Linked DNA regions of Sus scrofa: region 2 is linked to region 1. Evidence: chromatin contacts called from public HiChIP or PLAC-seq data. All regions are on one chromosome and are shown on one strand. Each heading gives the region's core, a stretch centred on a gene start, on an enhancer-like site or on the middle of the called end of the contact. The rest is flanking DNA. Distances are from core to core; before and after follow the strand shown. Region 1 holds the start of ZC3H15 (zinc finger CCCH domain-containing protein 15). Region 2 holds the start of ITGAV (integrin, alpha V).

What was found. HiChIP or PLAC-seq counts read pairs in DNA pulled down with a chosen protein or histone mark.
Region 2: an H3K27ac HiChIP or PLAC-seq map of alveolar macrophages shows a contact between it and region 1. The contact joins the promoter of ITGAV here to the promoter of ZC3H15 in region 1. A contact is called at or near these places in 2 of 5 promoter capture datasets (fetal liver and liver), 4 of 47 Hi-C or Micro-C datasets (epiblast stem cells, heart right ventricle and skeletal muscle) and 2 of 2 datasets of contacts at active chromatin or transcription factors (alveolar macrophages and skeletal muscle).

What each region holds. Positions count from the first base shown.
Region 1 is chr15:91,490,541-91,497,508 of Sscrofa11.1, reverse strand. ZC3H15 (zinc finger CCCH domain-containing protein 15) reads right to left here and starts at 3,918. Exons shown (of 10, transcript XM_001926616.6): 1 at 3,671-3,918. The coding sequence starts at 3,745.
Region 2 is chr15:91,602,086-91,609,053 of Sscrofa11.1, reverse strand. ITGAV (integrin, alpha V) reads right to left here and starts at 4,086. Exons shown (of 30, transcript NM_001083932.1): 1 at 3,902-4,086. The coding sequence starts at 4,086.

The DNA of each region.
Region 1 (6,968 bases), core at 2,669-5,168:
AATGTGAGATGAATTCTGGCTCCAAGGTGATATTTCTTTCATTAAATTATACTGCCTCTCATGCCTCTTTTTACTTGCTTAAGAGTTATCAAAAGCTAACTGTTGTTTTTCTAAAATAAGTGTTTATGGTGGTGGCAATGGAAACAACAGAGGTATAGATGTAAGTAGTACAACCACTTATTTTAACGTCTCTTCCAAAGTGCTGCTTAAAAGCATATATTCTACTTAACTATCAATTTTTGGTGAACTTAGAATTTGAGGACATATTTTTTTTTTCTCTTTTTTTGGCCACACCTGCAGCATATGGAAATTCCTGGGCCAAGGACTGAATCTGAGCCAGAGCTGTGACCTATGCCACAGCTGCAGCAATTCATGATCCTTAACCTCCCGTGCTGGGCCAGGGATCAAACCAGTGCCTCCCCAGGAACTAGCCAGATCATTAATTCACTGCTCCAAATCGGAAACTCCAGGACATATTTCTTTCTTTCTTTTTTTTTTTTTTTTGTCTTTTCTAGGGCCGCACCCGAGGCTTATGGAGGTTCCCAGGCTAGGGGTCGAATTGGAGCTGTAGCCACTGGCCTACGCCAGAGCCACAGCAACACAGGATCCCAGGCGCATCTGCGACCTACACCACAGCTCATGGCAACGCCAGATCCTTAACCCACTGAGCAAAGCCAGGAACTGAACCAGTAACCTCATGGTTCCTAGTCGGATTCATTAACCACTGAGCCACGAGGGGAACTCCCCAGGACATAGTTCTATAAAATCTTCAAAAATTAACAAGTCTCGGAAATAAGTATTAGCCTTTTGTATGTCAAAATATAGTATATGATGGTATAATTTTTCCACAAAAATTACGCTCATAAAAATCAATAACCAGTATGAGCTAGGTTTCAATTACATTCATTACAAGTCTGTCACAAAATATATTTTACTTCACTGAAAACAGAACTATCATATGACCCTGCAATTCCACTCCTGGGTATATACCCCCACAAAGCAAAAACACTTATTTGAAAAGATACATTCACCACAACGTTCACACTAGCTTTATTTATATTTGCCAAGATAGGGAAACAACCTAAGTGTCTATCAATAGATGAGTGGACAAAGATGCGGAACACACACACACACACACACACACACACACTCACACACACTCCATGGAATACTACTCAGCCAAAAAAAGGAATGAAATTTTGTCATTTGCAGCAACATGGATGGACTTGTAGGGCATTATACTAAAGGAAATAAGTTAGAAAAAGATAAATATTGCATGGTATTACTTAGAAATGGAATCTAAAAAATACAACAAACTAGTAAAGGTAACAGAAGAAGCAGACTCACAGAAACAGAGAACAAACTAGTGGTTACTAGAGTGTGTGTCTGCGTGTGTGGCGGGGGACAATATAGGGGTGAGAGAGTGGGAGGTACAAACTATTGGGTATAAGAGGCTCAAGGATGTACTGTACAAGACAGGGAATAGAGCCAATATTTTATAATAATTGTAGATGGAAGCCTTTAAAAACTGCATTAAAAAGTAAAATATTTAAAACAATTTTCAAAAGTATACATTTTACTTCATTTAACTTTTAAAGGCTCTGGTAATAAAAATCCTTTCTAGCATTCAAAACTGTAGAAATCTATACATAAACTGATAAAGTACCATTCTGGATGAAGTCTGATTGAAGAGCTGAGAGCTAAGCCTGCTTTAACTGTCCTCAAGCCCTTGCAACAGTCATTGAGACATGCTACAGCTCTAGGCATGTTAAAAAAAAAAAGTCACCTATAGTACTGAATAAAATGGTCATAGTTATACTGTTGGCTAACCAAGCTGGATAATACAATATTCTCTATAAATCTAGTTTCACAAAAAATGATATAACTTAACCTACAATTTACAATATTGTCCTACCTCTCTGGTAGGACACACACATCTCTGTGCACACATCCATGCAGCACACTACCATTTAAAAACATTTACTATCATACAAAAAAAAAAAGTCATTCACCACATATGTTAATTGGGGTGGGCTTCTGTTAAAATTTTTTTGGCTGGTTAAAGACTATGCTGATTATTTTGCATTTTTCTTTGGTTAAGGCTTCTTAATGAAACTGAAGTCCCTTTCTCTTTACTTAAAAATAACATTGTCATAAGATGGAGCCATTATATATTTAACATTTTTAATTGATGGGATGTTATAAATACTTTCATGTACAATTCCTTAAAACAAAAATAAATATTTATTTAAAAGTAAAAGCAACTGTAAATAGATAAAACTAGATAATGCATACATTATGCTTTAAATTGTCATGTACCATTTAATTTCACATCTACAGGGAAGTTTTACTTTGCATTGTAATCTAACATGTTAATTCAACACTCAGTAAAGGAAGCTGACAAGTAAAATGTCGTCCCTAAAATGCCCTTGGTTTATGCAGCACCAAATGCCATCGGATCACCATCCTCAGAAATCTACTAAAGTGCCAGGAATCTAGACTGTTCAAAAAGGTGATCAGAGATGGTAGGGTGAAAATCATTTTGTTTCCATATCTCTGGTTATGCTACTTCATGACAGTCCTAAATAGCACAAACTGGCAATAAGAATACAGGTTCTGAATAAGAGTTGAACTTGGCCAAGGCTACTAGAATTCTAAATAATCATGTTAGTTAAATCCAATTAGCAGAATTTTAATTATTCAGATAAACCTTATGCAGGAAAACCGTCATGGATTTTCCAATTACTTCTAACGCCCAAGAAAAACTATTTTTATTAGAAGCATTAAAATAGCAGAATTGAGAGAAGAAATATCTTGTTGAGGGCTATAACACTTTTATGGAATCTCAAAGACCGTTCACTCTCTTAAGGAAACTCACTGATACAGTCTTTGGAAGGCAAATATAAAACACTTGAGAACAATATTTGAGAACGTCAATAGCGTTCCTCTGCCATTAAAGGGCAACAGGTTCAGCGCACTAAAAGAATGTGTATGTGTGTGTGTGTGTCATAAAAAACAAATTCGGGTACAGCACTCAACATAGCCACTGACATCTACGTAACCTCTCAAACATCATTCGATTTAATCTCAAAATCTGTGACAAGCGCAGTGTACAAAATAGGGCTGCAACACGAGAGAAAACTCCTTTCTTTATATAAGTTGAAACAGTTTAGAGATGAATAGAAAACGTCCACGAAAAAGTAATTTATTGGCTTGAAAGAAGTAACTACTTCTCCCAGGTGACGGGTAAAGAAAAAAGGAACACAAAGGCTCGTAATGAATCCGCCTTTCAGAAAGAATCTGTAAGAGCCAATTAAACGTATTTTTTAAAAACAAGCCTTGGAATCGTCTTCAATTTTGATGACTAGCGAAGGACATAACCCTGTGACAGGTAACGGGCGGGGGGAAGGGGGTCTTTCCGCCTCACATTCTGTGAGGACGGCTGTGTAGCCGAAGCAAAGGTTGGGTGCAGGGGCGCCAAGAGCGTCACTATAGCGACGAGAGGCAGCGAGCGTCATCAAGGGGCTGGAGAAGGGGCAGTGGGCCACACAGACTCAAAGGGAGGGGCACGTGGCCCCGGAAGACGCGAACAGGAGCCGGCGAGCAGAGAACCGAGAGGCTGCTTTCCTGAGGGCTCGCGGCGTGAGTGGGGGTGGGGGCGGATACTCACTTCGATAATCTTCTCCTTTTTTTTCTGCTCCGCCTTTTTGCTGCCCCCGGCCTGCGCCTGTTTCTTGGGGGGCATTGCGGAGATAGGTGGCACTGGCCAGACTTGAGCGCAGTGGACACCGTCAGCGACTCTGGCCCCGCGGTAGGAGGAGGAAGACGCGCGCCGCCTTCGCCGCCGCACCGCACGGAAAGCTAGTCGCTCACTCGCTGCTGAAATGCGGCCTTTGCGACAGGTCGATGCTGCGGAGCATTGTGGGTAGCGAGGAGCAGAGGCCGGAAGCGGAGCTGCGCGTGCGCTTCTGCCCCGGCAAGCCAGGAGGGGGCCGGGTTTGGACGTGGGAAAATGACTACGCGTCACGCGTCATGTGGCGCCCCCACTTGGCCTTTTCTTGTTTGTGGCAGGCCGGATAATGGTTGCGGCGAACGGGTTGGAGCTCATTGCGCTTGTGTTCTCCTCATGCAGTGTTTTGCTGAGGATGTGTACATCTTCGCCTCAGTTAGTGGTCGCCTGTACTATCCCCATTCTGTGTGACCACTGAGCAGCCACAGCAACGCCAGAGTACCCAGTTACTTTCTTCTCGTGCCCAGGTGGGGCAGGGCTGGCCTGCCAGCAAGTGTGGCGTGTTTCAAGTTACTGTGAAGGCTTATGAAAAAATGGAAAAAGTATGCTTTTGTTTAAAGAGTCCCTGGGATGGCTGCCCAGAGAAGGGGGCATTTGAACTCTTTTATTCAAATTATCATGTTAATTTCAGATTTTAGGAAAGTGCCTTGATGATTCCTAAAAACCCCTTTGTAATGTGAAGTTTACCAAACATTTTCATTAAATGCTTGATAATCCAGAAACTACTTGGGCACATTACAGACCTCATTTCATTTGGTTATCACAACGGCATTGAGGTAGTTGTTACTGTTCACATTTTAAGGGGAAGCATAGAAAAGGGAAACATATTCAACGTAATGATAAAGGCTGAGTCAGGGATTCCAACTTTGGCAATCTAACTTCAAAGTCTTAAGTGCCTATCACAGATACTACAAAAGTAAGTCTTGTTTGAAAAGGCACTTGATGAATGAATGGGGCACATTCGTGCTTGTAAACAAACCAAAATACTGTCTTAAAAATGTACAATGCTTGGCTATTACTTTTGTTGCATAATTAGAGTTTGAACTGTGCCTGTTAGGAAACAATTTTGGAGCCGAGAATCATCTTTCTTCGTAAGAGTTCTAAATTATTCTTTAGTTTGCATAAGTAGAAAGCTATAAGTCCCCTAAATTAGTGCAATTGATTATTTGCTTAGTAACGTTCTAAATAAGATAATGCCAAAGGATCCTGTGAGGGTGTGTGTGTGTGTGACATGAACTTTACTTCATCTGGGATCCTATCCCAGGTTCATGGACTCCCCTATCTTTTTCTTATTAATTTACTTTTTTGTTTATCTTTTGTTAGTTTCGTAATTGTTATTGTCAGTGGACAGAAGGACCCCGCCTGCTTCTCTGTTCATTATTACAATCTTTTTGATTTGGGGGGGAATTTTTGTTAAGACTTCCTGTGGGGGTGGTATGTACGTGCCTCAAGTTTCTTTTTTCAGTGTTCCCAAGGATAAGCTTTGGGCCCTTTGTTTTTTGAAGGATTTCATTGGTAGTCATTCTTATAAAACAGTTGAATTATAAGTAACAAACATGGGGACATTATAAAGAATCTAGAAATACATAAATTATAATAGTGGCCCCAGGTTCATAGTTCATAACTCCCTTCTGCTTCTGACCTTTGCTTTTGTTTCTGCTCTGAAGTTGTAGAGAAAAAAAATCCTTCCTTGACTTAAGTTGAAAATATACACTTCTAGGTAAATCAACTATATGTTAATAAAAATAATGCGCTCCTAAAATATGTACATGTATCTTACATTTTTCACTCTGCAAAAAAAAGGAAAAAAAATACGCATTTCTAAATATAGGACTTTGATAGCCCTTGTCTCTCATATTCACTTCTTTGTAGTAGAAATAAGTCCAACTCATTGAATTTACTGTTTTCTGAAATAAAGTATTTTGCTTGTTTGTGTTATCCAAGAGCAAATGAGAGTAGAATTAGGAATTCAATGCCCTATACTCTACTTCTTTATAATTCAAACTAAACTTTCACAAAACAAAATTTAAAGCTATAGTCCAGGGGTTGAAAATTCAAATGCCCCAGAAAGCGGGAGTATAAGTATAACGAACTATACTAGGGAATAGCGGACCAGGATTAAATTTGAAGTAAATGCCCACCATAAAAAAGCTCAAAAAAAAAAAAAAAAAAGCCCCTAACCTCCCTTGTCAGTCCAGATTGATTGATTGATTTTGTAGATAGGCTATGAATTTACTACTTTGGATGTAGTTTGTTCCATAACTTTACATCTTTAGAAAATATTAGAATATATTTCTTAGACCTGAGTCTCTAGGCAGTAGGAAATTTGGTACTGAAGTAGAAATTATTTTTTGCTACCCATCATCCAAATGTACTTCTTTATTTTTTTTATTTTTTTATTTTATTTTCCCACTGTACAGCAAGGGGATCAAGTTATCCTTACATGTATACATTACATTTTTTTTCCCACCCTTTGTTCTGTTGCAACATGAGTATCTAGACAAAGTTCTCAATGCTACTCAGCAGAATCTCCTTGTAAATCTATTCTAAGTTGTGTCTGATAAGCCCAAGCTCCTGATCCCTCCCACTCCCTCCCCCTCCCATCAGGCAGCCACAAGTCTCAAATGTACTTCTTGACTATAGTTAACAATATAGTAATGTAATAGTGTAAATCAACTAGTTTTCACTTTTTTAGAAAATGCATAATAAAATTTTAGAATAAATAATAAAAAACTCAATACTGTATTGTATATTGAAAGTTGCTAGGAGAGTGATCTTAAAAGTTTTCTCTCTCTCTTGCACATACACACACACAAACACACACATATACACAAACAGGAACTATGTGAGGTGATGCATGTGTTAACTAATTTTATTATGGTAATCATCTTGTAATATATACATATGTCAAATCACCACATTGTACACTCTAAGCTTGTACAATGTTATATACTAATTATATCTCGATAATGCTGGAGGAAGGTGGAGAGAAAAGGATAGAGATCCAGGATCCAAGACAAAACCAAAGGTTCTTCCCATGTATGTGTGTGTATGTGTATGAGAGAGAAGGAGAGAGAACCCGTTGTGTTAAAATTCCCACTTTAGAAACTAAAGGGGCAAATTTCTCCCTTTCCCTCATTCCACAGAAGCAGATTCTAGTTACATAATTTAGGGGTGG
Region 2 (6,968 bases), core at 2,837-5,336, 110 kb before region 1:
CCACAAGCTGTTGAACATAGAGTTAGAGCTCTACTTTTAGATCTAAGATGCAGCCAGGCCACCAGCCAGCAGTTTGGTTTTAAAAGCTCTCCAGGTGTTGCAAACAGAAAGTTACGATTGAGAACCACTGACTATTCTTTTTTTTTTTTTTATTTTCCCACTGTACAGCAAGGGGATCAAGTTATCCTTACATGTATACACTACATTTACATTTTTTCCCCACCCCCACTGACTATTCTTTAGGACCATCTGAGAACAGGACACACTCACCCACAACTTGTCTCTGGGGTCATAAGAACAGAAATAACCGTAAATAAGGCTCCATTAGTGTTTAACTGGGGAAAAAAAGCCTGGTAAGCCAGTGTTGCTCATTACGGCATTATTTAAAAATAAATATATTCGTAAAGTGAGAACTGTATGACTGACATTTTAAGAATAAGAAAATTGTTCACTTTCTTTTTAAAATTTTTAAATTTGAATGTAAAAATTAAATGGAATTTGAATTTCATATCCTCTGCTTTTTGTTTCCATCTTTTCCCTGACCCCACCCACCCCACTCAGACAACTAAAAGCTTCAAACTCTTCTGACCTGTTTTCTCATCTCTAAAAATAAGTTTATCTGCTTTCCTGCTTTCCCTGTTGAGCTATCACAAGTAAAAGTGTTTTGTAAATAATAAGATAGGTCAACTAGTATAAGGTATCATTATTATAACTAAACCTAGGGTGTAATTTTTGATTTATCCAATTATTCTCCACAAGAAAAACATGACTTTACTTCCTGGCCTATATATAATATTTAAATTTTATGTAAATTTGACAATATAGTCACCATAAGTCAATGCAAAAAATATAGTGTTAATGTATTATTTTTCATAATTTTTCTTTTTTATTTGAGTATACAGTTAATTTACAATGTTGTGTTAGTTTCTGGCATACAGCAAAATACTTCAGTTACACAAATATATTCTTTTTCATATTCATTATTCACATATTTCATTATAATTACAAGATATTGAATATAGATTCATGTACTACACAGTAAATCACTGTTGTTTATCTATTTTATATGCAATAGTTTACATCTGCTAATCCCAATTTCCTAATTTATCCTTCCCATCTTCCTCCCTTCCTTCTTTGGTAACCATAAGTTTGTTTTCTGCATTTCTGAAATTTTTCTTTTTTTTTTCATAATATTCAAATGACAATTTCTTTCCTTTTTTTCTTTTTAGGGCCACACCTGCGGCATATGGAAGTTCCCAGGCTAGGGGTTGAATCAGAGCGGCAGCTGCCAGCCTATGCCACAGCCATGGCCATGTCAGATCCAAGCCCCATCTGCCACCTATACCGAATCTTGCCACAACACAGAATCCTTAACCCACTGAACAAGGCCAGGGATCAGAACCACATCCTCCTGGATTCTAGTCGGGTTCTTCAGCCACTGAGCTACAAGGGGAGCACCTCAAATCACAATTTTTGTGACTTTTCATTTCAAACCTAAGACTCATTTTTGGAGGAATTTTACTGAGGAGTCAATGTTTTTGCTTAGTAGTTTATTTCTCCTTCTTTTGAAAAAAAAATTGTTTCATTAGTTTTCACAATATGATATAATTCAATAACAATTTTCTGTAACAAGAAAAATGAGACATAAAAGAGTTCTACAGCTTGCTAGACATATTTAGACATCTATAGAAATAGGAAGCAGCAGGAGGAGACCTTATTACCTTTGCTTCCTCATTAATCCAAGAACTCTTCCTTCAGAAGAAAGGAATCTTTAATTAGCACTTTTTTACTACGAAAATTTTCTTTCACTCTAGGAAGTTTATTATCATACCAGATAACAACAACAATAAATACAGCTGGTAATATTATAATATAATGGCATCCCCAGGTACCTTTTTACAAAGTTAAGCATAACTTTGCATTAATCTTTGTTAAATCTTAAAGGCTCAGAAGCAGACACCTTTGTTTTTATATATATTTTGGGTTTTTTAAATCTCAAAGTTTATCATTTTTTGTTAGGCTATATCTAGAGTTCACTAGTCTATCAGTAACAAAGTCACTTAAGAAAGTTTCAAGATGTTATATGAAACAAAAGCAAGTTCAACCATTTAAGGCCCAAATAGGAGGTCATGTAAACCTATGAGGTCATGGTATATTCAATGACCATAATAACTAGTCACTGATTAGCCATCCAGCCTCACAACCAAAAATAGGAAATATCTTATGCCAACAGGTCAATATTACTGCATTTTTTATGGTAAAAAACACGTAAAGTGAACAACTGAACTCAGAGAGTTAGTTGCCAAAGAATTAAGAGCAACATTTGCAAAACATTCCATCAACTTGAAAATATTTAATTGCTACCTCTTGCTACTGCACTAACTCTTGACAAAAGAATACATATTTTCAAAATTATTAGAAGTTCTGTAGAAATTAGATCTAAAGAGCCTCCTCAGAAGCAACTAAAATCTTCTGCTCCATGAAGGCAAGGACCAAAAACCATCTGGAAACAACAACAAAAAAATGTAAATAACAGAAAAGGCCAACAAGTGATTAGATCAAGTGAGAAGGCAGCAAATGCTTGCTGAAGTTAATGATTATTCTTATCATTTTGGAAAATGTGTGCTCAGGTCTCATAGAAAGCACTGAGGCTGGAAAAACCATACATAAAACATAAAACAAGGTCTAGTTTCCACTAACCGCTTCGAACCTATTTATTGCTGCAAAAATTGTCAACAAAATGAATGATACTCAGCAACATTCAGAAAGAATAAATCCTGCTGAATGTTCTAACAGTCATGTAAAAATATTTAGATCATCCTCAAATTAAGCAGGTATGAATAGGAAAAATGATTCTAAAAAGTACTGACCATTAAAATTATCCTCCCTCTCCCCATCTAAAAAATACTTTAAAATATAGAGGAAACTTTAAAACAAAAATAGGTTGTTACAATTTCTAAGAACTTAGAAAGAATCCTAAGAACAATATTCCCTCTTGGAAAAAAGATTTAAACATTAAAAGACATTCAGTGAACAGTGAAAACAGTATTTTCTAAGGCTAAAAAGGGGGTAGGGTGGTGAGAATGACGTCAGCGTTCGGTAAGGTCAGAGACAACTTTTAATCCAATAATGACAGTAACTCTGTTCCAAATACTGTGCAACGCGAAACGTTGGCAATTTGAAACATAACTGGATTCTTAAATTCTACAGTATTCAAATGACCTGTAGTGAGCGAAAACTCAGCAAACACCCTTGTTCTTTCTGAACAATGACCTAAATAATGAATCACTATAAAAAGAACAGATGACACATTCAGTTCATCTGTTCACCCTCAAATGTGCAAAGGTTTGACAGTCTCAGAGGTAAGATACAACGAATTTACCACGACAGAGCGGTCATTTTAGTCATCAGAATGTCTGGGAAAGGAGCAGATAAGAAGAGACAGAACAAGATTGAGAGGCGTAAAGAATGGGGGAGGGTTTGTTCAAGGAGAGTGAAAAACACGGGTGTTTAAGTTTGTGAAGCCAAAAAAGGCTACGGGGGAAGCCTAACTGGTACCGGGAAAAAAGATGTTTGGAAATGAAATTGACAAAGTCCCGGACGCCAGCAGAGGCTGCGCGGCGTGCCGCCGGACCAGCCTTTTGTTGATCTCCCACTTTCCCCTAATTTTAAGCATAGGTCTGTTTCAAAGCGCTCCCTCGGAGGAGAGAAGGGGGAACCGGGTGGTAGGTGGTACTGGGATTCATCTCCCCCAAAACCGCCCAGTAGGAGGAGGGAGTTAGAGGAAACGGATAGATAAACGCCAGGGTCTCTCGCAGAGATCTCTCCCGGTGGGTAATCGCAGGGTGGATGCGAGTGATGGGGGAGGGGGCCGACTCCCCTTCCAAGTGCCGCCACTTACGAAGACGCGCTGGGAACGAAGAAATCAACCGCGAACCCGAAGTAACTTCCTTCGGGGCCGGAGTACTCCGCAGGACTGTCCACGTCTAGGTTGAAGGCGCCGCACAGAGGCAACAAGAATCCGGGGAGAAGGAGCAAGAGGCGGCGGGGGCGAAGGCGCAGCCGTCGCCGCGGCAGAGAAGCCATCGCCGAAGTGCGCGCGGGGCGCAGAGCCCGAAGCCGCGGCCACCACTCGCGGAGCGCACGGTGCCCGCGGCCCGCCGCCTGCGCGCGCCGAAACTTGCCGGCTGCTTGCTTCCCAGAGAGTCCGGGACAGCGCCGGAGGAGGCAGGAGGGCTGAGCTTTGGAGCGGCCGCCGGGAAAGTGGGGCGCAGGGCGCGCGGGGCGGGGACAGCAGCGCAGGCGGCCCCTTGGCCTCCCTCCCGCTCCGCCGCTCAGCGTCGCGCCTCCGGCTCGGGACTGCTGGGATGGGCGCACCACCCGCGGCCCCAGTGCAGCGGCGGCCAGTGGGAGGAGGCAGAGCAGGAGGAGGAGCCGCCTGGGAGGCTGAGCCCTAGCGCTGGAGGAAGTGGAGGAGGAGAGTCGGCCTCCGACTGGGGCGAGCGGAGCGCACTTCCGTGCGCGCTGTCTCCTCCTGTCCCGAGAACAGGGCTCCTGTGCGGAGGCCCTAGACCCTTAGAGTCCCAGTCAGTGGCAGCGCTCCTGGACGAGAGCCTCAGACCCAACACCGGGAGGATGGCTGGAGGGGAGAGTGGCGGGAACTATGATCCAGCCTCCCAACCCTCCCACGTCCACCAGAGCGCCTAGGGCACCCGGGTCCCGCAGGAAACTCCCGTGCGACTTTTGTTTAAAAAATGAGGAAGGCTTTATCCGTTTCTCCAGTTTCTGCTACTTAAAAGCCTGGCAGGCTCTCATAAACGAAACTCTATAATGAATGGTCGTTTTCCTACCCCACAGAAACACAGAACTTAATTATAAACTTCCAGAGTGCTAAGCACAGCCTCTTCCAGGTGAGATGTGTTAAAGCTGAACTTCACCGGGTCAACAAAAGGATGGGCAAGGCGAAGAATAGGCAGTAAGCGTTTTAAGCTATGTTAAATTAGTCAAAACCTTAATCCGAGTTTATTAGCTAAAGTCACATGATTTCGGATAACTCATAGAAATATAATTTTGGGGTTGGAAGAAGGAATATGAGGCCCTTTGGGGCTTGTTCGCTGTTGATGTGTTCCACTAGGCCCAGGCCCCTGACCTCAAGACTGAGGCAGGAACCTTCACCTCTTTCTTTACATTCACACGTCTTAGCACCTTGCCTGGCAGATAGTAAGCAATCAATAAAATGCTGACTGGGAGTCTCCCTGAGGTGCTGCAGCAGGTTGAGGATCCTGCCTTGTCTCTGCAGCACCACAGGTTTGATCTCCAGCCCCACACAGTGGATTAAAGATCCTGTCTGGCCACAGGGCCAAAAAAAGGGGGGGGGGAGTTGACTGACTAAATGAATGCAGATGAAATGATGAGTAAACTTTGCCTAGAGAAGTGACTTCACCATATTGTGTGTCATGTGCTAAAAGAATTTGGTGAATAAGAAGAGTATAAATGCATTGTAGGGATCTTAAAAACTTACTAGTACTAGAACAGTGATTTCCAATAGTTTTCCCAATGTAACTATTAAAACTCAATTATAATGCACATTAACCTAATAGCTCTTAATCCTGTGAAGGGATATGTGTATAAATGGAAATATCTAATTTGAATAAATAATACTTAATTGCATTATGTGTTTTTATTTTCTTGTCTTTTTGCCTTTTCTAGGGGCGCTCCCAGGTCATATGGAGGTTCCCAGGCTAGGGGTCTAATCGGACCTTTAGCTGCCGACCTACAGCTCATGGCAACGCCGGATCCTTAACCCACTGAGCGAGGCCAGGGATTGAACCCTCAACCTCATGGTTCCTAGTCGGATTTGTTAACCACTGAGCCACGACGGGAACTTCCTATATTTTGATTTTTAAATGTGACTAAAAGATATGCAGCAAAACCTTAGGCATGTGTTTACAAACTATGGTCCAGCACTTGCCTAAAGGAAATTACCATGTGGGACAGGCAATTCTACACAAAAACTTGCATATAAATACAAATGAACTTTTCTCCTCACCACGTTCTCTGGTACACCGAGAAGGCCATGGGTATATACATACATAAAACCAAAGGGTCATTCATGCCTTAAAACCTGAGAACTGGTGTTCCGGTCGTGGCTCAGCAGAAATGAATCAGACAAGGAAACATGAAGTTGCAGGTTTGATCCCTGGCCTTGCTCAGTGGGTTAAGGATCTGGCATTGCTGTGAGCTGTGGTGCAGCTCACAGAAACAGTTCAGATCCCGCGTTGCTGTGGCTGTGGGATAGGCTGCCAGCTGTAGCTCCAATTCGACCCCTAGCCTGGGAACCTCCATATTCCAAGGTTGCAGCCCTAAAAAGCAAAAAATAAAAAATAACCTGAGAACCAAGCACCTTGAAATCCATCCAGTTAGGGAGGACAGAAAAGTAATTTAAACTTTCGCTGGATCCAGTAAGCCCTCTCACTCCTCAATTTCTAATCCAGGACAGAGGTCTGACAGAACAGAGGAGTGGAAGGAAGAAATGGGAAAATAAGAAAAGAATGAAGTCAAAGCAATGGCAACACCCATCTACCCACTGAAACTTGCATGAATGAGGATCACATTTCTATGAGAAGACAGTGAACTGGGCTGACCAAATACCGTAACCCAGGGTTATAAATGCCAGCATCTTTGAACAGAGTAGTCAGGCTTGAGCAGTCACCTATCCAGCACCTTACACACTGAGGAAGTTTATTACAGCATAATTCAGCCAGCGCTTATTCAGAATCCACAATGTGCTGGGTACTGTGTGCATAGAAGTGGGAAAGGGCATATTTTATGCTCTAGAAGAAAAGATATACCCCTCCCCCATTCCTATGGCACTCTTTATCTTATAGCAATTTTCCAATTTAAGAGGACTACATATCTTCATTAAGTATAATCACTTTTTTACAGAGAAAATAAAGTAGTTAAGTAGT